2 separate regions of the Sus scrofa genome follow, and region 1 is linked to region 2. A link is a contact called in public Hi-C data. All regions are on one chromosome and are shown on one strand. The core of a region is the stretch at or near the end of the contact, and the rest is flanking DNA. Distances in the headings are between cores, read along the strand shown. Region 1 has its middle 17 kb from the start of ROCK2. Region 2 has its middle 17 kb from the start of NTSR2.

The links. A called contact is a pair of places that touch in the nucleus more often than the background predicts.
Region 1: a Hi-C map of skeletal muscle shows a contact between it and region 2, with 5 times the contacts expected there. A contact is called at or near these places in 1 of 47 Hi-C or Micro-C datasets (skeletal muscle) and 1 of 2 datasets of targeted methods (skeletal muscle).

Annotation. Positions count from the first base shown.
Region 1 is chr3:125,334,704-125,338,516 of Sscrofa11.1, forward strand. No RefSeq gene overlaps it. Among named protein-coding and RNA genes, the nearest start is that of ROCK2, 17 kb to the right of the region's middle.
Region 2 is chr3:125,063,527-125,067,481 of Sscrofa11.1, forward strand. It overlaps a transcript of LPIN1 not described here. Among named protein-coding and RNA genes, the nearest start is that of NTSR2, 17 kb to the right of the region's middle.

The DNA.
Region 1 (3,813 bases), core at 673-3,172, 270 kb after region 2:
ATTCCACATTGCTGTGGCTGTGGCGTTAGGCAGGCAGCTGCAGCTACAGTTCGACCCCTAGGCTGGGAACTTCCATATGCCACAAGTCCAGCTCTAAAAAGCCAAAAAAAAAAAAAATTACAAATATCATCATGTCATTCACTCCCCTGCTTAAAATCCACCAGTGGTTTCTTGAGATGAAGCCCAAACAGCTTGGACCCTCGGCCACATCCCTACCTCGGACTCTTCCGCAGGCTCACTGATGTCTCCTGCTCCTTCCTCGGGTCTCCAGGCCTTCATACGCCCTTCTGCTTCTGCTTCTGCTTGGGACACTTCCCCCTCCAGCCACCTAGGTAGGTTCCGTTCACCCTTAGATGTTCGGCTTAAAATGTCACCTCCTCCGGGAAGTCCTCCCGCGGCTACCTGTCTTCCCAGGTTAGATCCAGCCCTCCTGCTTGGAGCGCCTGTAATCAGAGCATATATCACAGGTTATGGAGCATGTTCCACTCAGGGATTCGGTCTATTTGTTATTGCATCTGCCGCAGTGTTTCATATGCTGCCGTTAGCACTACACATTCGTTGATCGAATGATAACGTCAATAATTTTACACAAAGGGATCATGTTTCGTAATCTCCCTGTTTGCATTCAACAAAGCTAGACGGCTGTCCTGAGCATGGCATTCATGTGCTTTACAATATAACTCTCAGCTCTAGCCTATCCGCTTCCTATTATTTCCCTGAAAAACTTTACCGGGCTTTGCACGAAGTAGATACAGCACAAGTGCTAATTAAACTGCCCAAGCGAAATGTTCCTGAAGCTTTTCACATTCTTTGCCTACTTTAATGACATGTTTGTCGCCAGCCCCTGCCTGGCTACCTCCCACCTGTTCCCTGAGGTCCCAACAAAAGGCATCTCTGTATGAAGCTGCCTCGGGGTCTCCCAGAGTGAGTCGGGCCTCCCGGCACCTTCTGTGCGCACCTGCATTGTGCTCCTGTCTTCTCATGGCTCCCCGTGAGGACAGCAGCGATGTGCTTATGAACCAGGTTCTCCGGCTCCACTTGGATCATTGATGGTTGGTTTTTTTTTTTTTTTTTTTTTTTTTGTCTTTTTGCCTTTTCTAGGGCCGCTCCCGCAGCATATGGAGGGTCCCAGGCTAGGGGTCTAATCGGAGCTGTAGCCACCAGCCTACCCCACAGCCACAGCAACGCAGGATCCAAGCCGCGTCTGCGACCTACACCACAGCTCACAGCAATGCCGGGATCCTTAACCCACGGAGCGAGGCCAGGGATCCAACCCGCAACCTCACGGTTCCTAGTTGGATTCATTAACCACTGAGCCACGACGGGAACTCCTGATGGTGCTTTTTTATCTCCAGCATCTAATAGGGCCTCGGCCATATAATTAAGGTTCAGCAAGTATTTGTCGGAGAAATGAATGAAGGCGTGAATGAATGAAGAAAGGTGACGGTTTTGCATTTAGAAAACTACCAGGTCAGGCTGCAGGATGGGTTGGAAGCCAGCCCAATGTACTGCTACAGGCCTGCAGATTCTGTCAGTTGCAATCAGAGTCAGAGAGATGATCCCAGCTTGCTGGCACGGGGTGGAATCCCTTTTTGTACATGATGAAACCGAGGCCCTCACGAGGGCCTCAACTGAAGGTCACACAACAAATTACATAAGAGTGAAGCTGGCCAAGATCTCGAGATTGATACCCATGCATTTCAAGCATCATTAGTCATCAGGATCCGATGTCCCCTCTAATGCTGGGGACACGTCACGCACTTTTTACTTCTTAACAAAATAACGATGATTTCTTGAAATTGTAGAGCACTTTATAGCTTACAAAGTCCTGCCCCAAAAAAACCTCCGAGGGAGGTATTTGTGGTTAAGGAACTTGCCAAGATCGTTCAGCTCTTAAACGACGGATCCAGGGCTCCTACTCAAGTTTTCTGGCTCCATGTCCAGGGCACTTTCTAGGATCCCGTCTCTGCCTCCAGCATCACAATACATGGTGGTTAGAGGTTGATTCGAGACTCACTCATGGGAAACACTAGCATTTCTAATCAATATCATCACTTCCTACTTCTAAGAATTCTCGGAAGGAGACAGAGACTAGACTTGTCAAACCTTCATGGAAGAGAGCTGGTAAAATCTAAGGTAGACAAAAAAACCCCCAAAGCTCTAAGGTAGACTGCAGGAGGAGCCAGAAGGTTGCCTGTGGCGTGTGTGAGTGTGTGCATGAGCGTGTGTGCATTCATGAATGTTTGCGTGCCTCTCAAGTGTGTCAGTGACTCTGTATGTGGAACACTTGGTGTTTTAGGGCACCCCAGCATGTGAATGTGAGCGAGATAAGCGAATCCCCAATGCATAATGTCTCCATACGGCGTGACCTTAACAGATATTTGCCAATGACTTCATGCGCCTATGCTTTGAAATTCTCATGTAGCTTTTTTGCCTTTAGCCAGTGTTTCCATAGAATGACTTTTTAAAATTTAAATGTGTTTGGAGTTCCCATTGTGGTTCAGCGGGTTAAGAACCCAACTAGTATCCATGAGGATGCGGGTTCATTCCCTGGCCTCGCTCAGTGGATGAAGGATCCAGCGGTGCTGTGAGTTGCTGTGTAGGTGCAGGGTGCAGTTGCCGCTCGGATCTGGTGTTGCTGTGGCTGTGGCGTAGGCCAGCAGCTGCAGTTCTGATTTGACCCCTAGCCTGGGAATTTCCATCTGCTGCAGGTGTGGCCCTGAAAAGAAAAAATAAGTAAATGAAATTTAATTAAATTTAAATGTGTTTTTCCAAATAACTAAATCTATTTGTTTATGCTTTTGTTCAATAAAGAATGAATGCTTACCTGGTGGCCTAGAGGGTTAAGGATCTGGTGTTGTCACTGCTGTGGCTCGGGTTCCATCCTAGAAATTTCTGCATGCTTCGGGTGTGTCCAACAAAAACAAAACAAAACAAACAAACAAACAAAAAAAGATGGACGTCTATCAAGTGTCAGACTCATGGTTCTCCCACTACATGGCAGTGAACAAAACAGACAAACCCTAATTCTTCTTACCCTCGTGGAGTCTGCATTCCTTTGAGGTAAGAGAGAAGGCTCATGAGCAAACATTAAGCTATACACAATATTAAGTGACAACTGGTATGAAGAAACTACAGTCAGAAAAGGAGCTAAGGCATGCCAGGAGCGAGTGAGGCTGCACTTTCCATCAAGGTTCAGTAGCCCGGGTTCAGTCCTTGGTCTGAGAATTGAGATCCCACATTAAATGGCTGCACAAAATAAAATAAAGTACGTTTTGGTCTTGGCCAAAATAAAATACAATAATATATAAAATATATATTTTTTCTTTTTAGAGCTGCACCTGCAACATATGGAACTTCCCAGGCTAGGGGTGAAAATGGAGCTGCAGCTGCCAGCCAACACCACAGCCACAGCAACACCAGATCCGAGCCGCATCTTCGACCTACACCACAGCTCATGGCAACACCGGATCCTGAACCCTCTGAGCATGGTCAGGGATCAAACCCACATCCTCATGGATACTAGACGGGTTTATTCCTGCCACTCCATAACAGGAACTCCAAAATAAAATAAAAATAAATAAAATAAAATAATAATTTTGAAATTAATCATTTTAAAATTAACATAAATAAATAATCAAGGCTTAGGAAAGTGACATTTGAACAAAGCCCTGAGAACAAGAGGAGTAAACCGTGAACACATCTTGGGGAAAATCTTAACTTTTTGAACAACTACTTTTAAAAAGAATGTTTTTCCCCAGATAGCTTATGGACATGTCACTGCCTACTCAGAGAGGATGCGGCAGGTCATCT
Region 2 (3,955 bases), core at 400-2,899:
CTAAGTTAGTGCTCATTCCTGCAAATGCTTCCAGAGGAAAATAGGAAGGCAGCATTTCCCGTGGAGAAAGCAGATCTTTGGAAGCAGGAAACCCTCACTGGAATAATGGTTTCACTGCTCCGTGGGAGCCCTCCCGCCACTGAAGTCATCCCTCTAAGCTCCTCTGTGTAGAAACTCAGGGTAATAATCCACCCGGAAGGCTGATAACAAAAAGAAAAGCATCGCATTGGGCGCCTGGCTTATAGGAAGCCCCCAGTGAACAGCAACAACAATAACACATCCGACAGCGCTCATTTTGAAAGCACTTTCGCTTATCCATAAATTACAGATAACGCATATGTTTGCCAAAATACTCTGCTACCAGGTGGCTGCCCAAAGGTCAGCCTGCAAGACTTCCTGTTCCTTCTCTTTCCATCTGGTGACCCCTCACCCGCTGGGCATCTCTCATTGGACCAAACCCAGAAACCTGATCCCATCTTGCTTCACCTTTGACTGTGAAGTGTCCATTAAATGGCTATTAATAAACTCCGTTTCTGCCCAGGTCAAGGCAGGGGCGGACGCCAACAAGCCAAGTCCCATTTCCTTTATTCCGAACGACTGTGAAGTTCAAATCACCTTCGGTAAAAATAATTCACTCAGCCTTTCAACAAAACTCTCTCCTTGTGGGCTGGGATGTTTTATATATTGATTGATTCATCTTTCATGTGGCCCCACTTCTGGTATGATGGAACAAAACAACACCGTCCCTGCCCGGGTGTGCCCTGTCCGGGGTCCCACTGTGACAGCGCCTCGAGGGCGTTTTTGGACAGGAGACACCAGGGACCAAAAGACAGTAGTGAGACGCTCCCTGCAAAGGGCTGCACTTCCACAGAGTAAGGGAGGCACAGGCAGGGCCTGAGGGATGTAAGAGCCTGGAAATAGGGTCCTCCCGGCCAAGGCCACACTCAAGGGCTGAAATCCAGAGATGGTGACTCCAGTTTGCTCCAAAAAGCATTCCAGCCTGTGATGCCAATGCGATCATCTTGGACGGCCCGCAGGAGGGGGAGGGGTGTCAGCCTATGCCCTGGGGTGACGGTGGAGAGAGGGCGGGTGGGGGCTGGCAGGGAGGTGTCAACCTATGCCCTGGGGTGACGGTGGAGAGAGGGCAGGTGGGGGCTGGCAGGGAGGTGGTTCGTGTGGGAGCTTGAGAAGGAAGGGCACCAAACTTGTCATCTCTGCATTTCCCAAGTGGCCTCAGTTTGACTTTATTTACAGGGAGGGGTCTGCAGATGTGTTCACTGACAGCAAGGGGTCCGCAGCGGGGACTGCAGGTGCTACAAACCGCGGTCAGCCCAACGCCCTGGACCAGGGTGGGCACACGGGGCCCCGCTGGGCAGAGTGAACAAAAGCACCCCTCTGGAGGAACAGAATCCAAAACGGTGCCCCTTCCTCCCGATCGTCCCAGCCACCCTCAGTCCCAGGGCCCAGCAGGATGGGTGAGCGGAGCCCAGGTTAGATTTCTGCCCCCTCTCCAGGCCCCCCCCCCCCCCCGTTGCCCCTGAGCCAGCAGCTCTCTGTGCAGAGACCACAAACCGCAGGTCCCTGCAGGGCAGCCCCGCCAGGCACCATTCGCCAAAGGCTCCCGATAAGCTCGAGCAACAGTGAGCTTAGCTGCTCAGAGGCGGCACTCCTGAGCCTGCAGAGTCTCTTCTGGCTGCTGACCGCCCTGTGGGGGAGGGGTCGGGGCTCCAAAGTGACAGCAGGTCTGCTCAGAGCCACACCACGAGCCTGGAACCCGGACGTCCAGACTCTTCCCATTCTCTACGTTCCTCTCCTCCTGACAGAGGGTCTTGCTCCCTTCATCCTGGTCACATAAACCCTGCAGAAGTTCAGAGGCGCCCCTCCTGCCTCCGCCACCCTGCTGTCCCTGCTGGAGGAGACGTCACTCTGCAGCCCCCGCCCCCACCCGGACTACAGCTCCACAGACCAGGACTGTCTCGGTCCCCGTGCATCCTGCTTTTCTGGCAGCCCTGTCTACATTAAAAAAAAAAAAAAAAAAAAAAAAAAAAAAAAAAAAGACATTAGGTATTTTTATTCCAAGCTTTTGGTTGTTATTTGCTTATATCCTTTAACAAATCCAAAAAGGATCTCAGGCAGCTCAGAAAGGAGAAACAAACAAACAAACAAAAACCAAAAAACAAAACCTCAAGCAATTGAACTGTTTTAAGGACAGATCAAAAGGCAGGAGATGGAGCAGGATTTAGTATGACGGGAGCACGTGGAGAGACGCGTTCTGGAAATTTGGACATTGGGCATTCGACATAGCTCCGCCCCCAGGCCACAGGGCAAAGCGGGCAGTGCCAGGAGTGGGCCGAGGAGCCTCAGTACGTACATGCAGATCAGGCCAGGCGAGAGCTCACCAACAAATGACGAAGACCTGGGTGCCACTTTGTCATTTCATTCATTCACCTGTTCCCTCAACAAACGCCAAGCGCTTGCTGGGTACCAGAGACCCGTCCTGCAACAACTACAACTAAAGGCCATGTGTGCCAAGTTCCCAAAAGAAGCTGCGGGGGAAGGAGGGGGGAGGGAGAGAAGTGTTATCTCCTCTGATGTCGCCATCGCCCCGAAGCAGGAAGTGCCTTCTCTCAGGACAACCAGTGCTCTTTCCCAGGAAACGGTCACATCAGCTCCCACTTGCTCACATGTCCCTGTCGGTTGTCCCGCTGTGCCTCTGTGAACCTCTGGCACCATCACCCGTCACCCCCAACACTCCTCGTCCCCCCAGGCTCTGCATCACAAAATTTCTTCCTTGAAAAAAGACAAGGTGGCCACGTGCTGCGGTCTGGCCCGAGCCCCCCAGACTCGCCCCCTTATGTCAGGTTTCCATTCGGAGAGCCATGGGCACCCCCTTCCTGGCCCCCGACCCCAGCAGAGGAGAGGAGATGGGTGCGCCGCCCTGCACCTGCTCCGCCTCCCCTCCCACCTCCGCGCTCTCAGCCTCTGAGACCCGCCCGTTCTTCATCTTCACCACTCGGGCTAATAAGCCGCCTTTGCTGGCCTCCCGCGAGGGACGTCAGCCGAGGTCTGTAAAGTCTTATTTAATTTTTCTCTTTGCAGCTTTATGAAAAATGTAGAAGGAGCTGTGGGGAAAGGATCAATTCACTGGAAATTCAACATGAACCATAAAGTTTGTGAACCACAGACTGGTGCCAAGCTGGCTCTTGCGGACCCAGGGGTGGCCCTGGATCTGAGCTGGTCTCTGGAGCTGGAACCCCCCCCCCCCCGCATTTTTCAGGGCCAAGAGTGAGCCTGACCTAAGGCACGGGTCAGGAAGTGGGTGCCTGGGGCTCTCCAAATCAAAACCTGGGCAACCCTTCTTTTTTTCTCTTTCTTCCTTCTGAGCACCCCCTTCCCAGCTCTCAGGTTTAGCTCCAGGCCCACCTGCCACAAAAAGCTGACATCCTGAGCTACCTCCTGCCAACTCCTTCCCTCTTTGAACCTGGCCGTGCTCACCGTCTGAAGCCTAACTACCCCAGCCTTCTGCCACATCATTTGATATTTTATTTTATTGTATCATTTTTGGCCACCTCTCGACACATGGAGTTCCCGAGCCAGGGATGAGATCCCAGCCACAGCTACGGCAATGCCAGATCTTTAACCCACTGTGCCGGGCCAGGGCTTGAACCTGTGTCCCAGCTCTCCCAAGACACGACCGTCCTGTTGCGCCACAGAGGGAACTCCACTTGAAGATGAGTGAACACAAAGGAAGACATGATGTGTGTTACACGGTACGTGTTGCCTCATCTCACGTAGCTCCTGGCTTGCTGGCTACCTTTCAGATTCGAGGCCAGGTGCTCTCCCGGGGCCCCGCAGGGCCTGCAGCAGACAGACGAGTGCCCACGAGGGCAACTACAGCTGGAGGGAGCTTCCCAGGTTGCGACGTGCTTCAGCTCACACAACTCGTCCCGGCCAT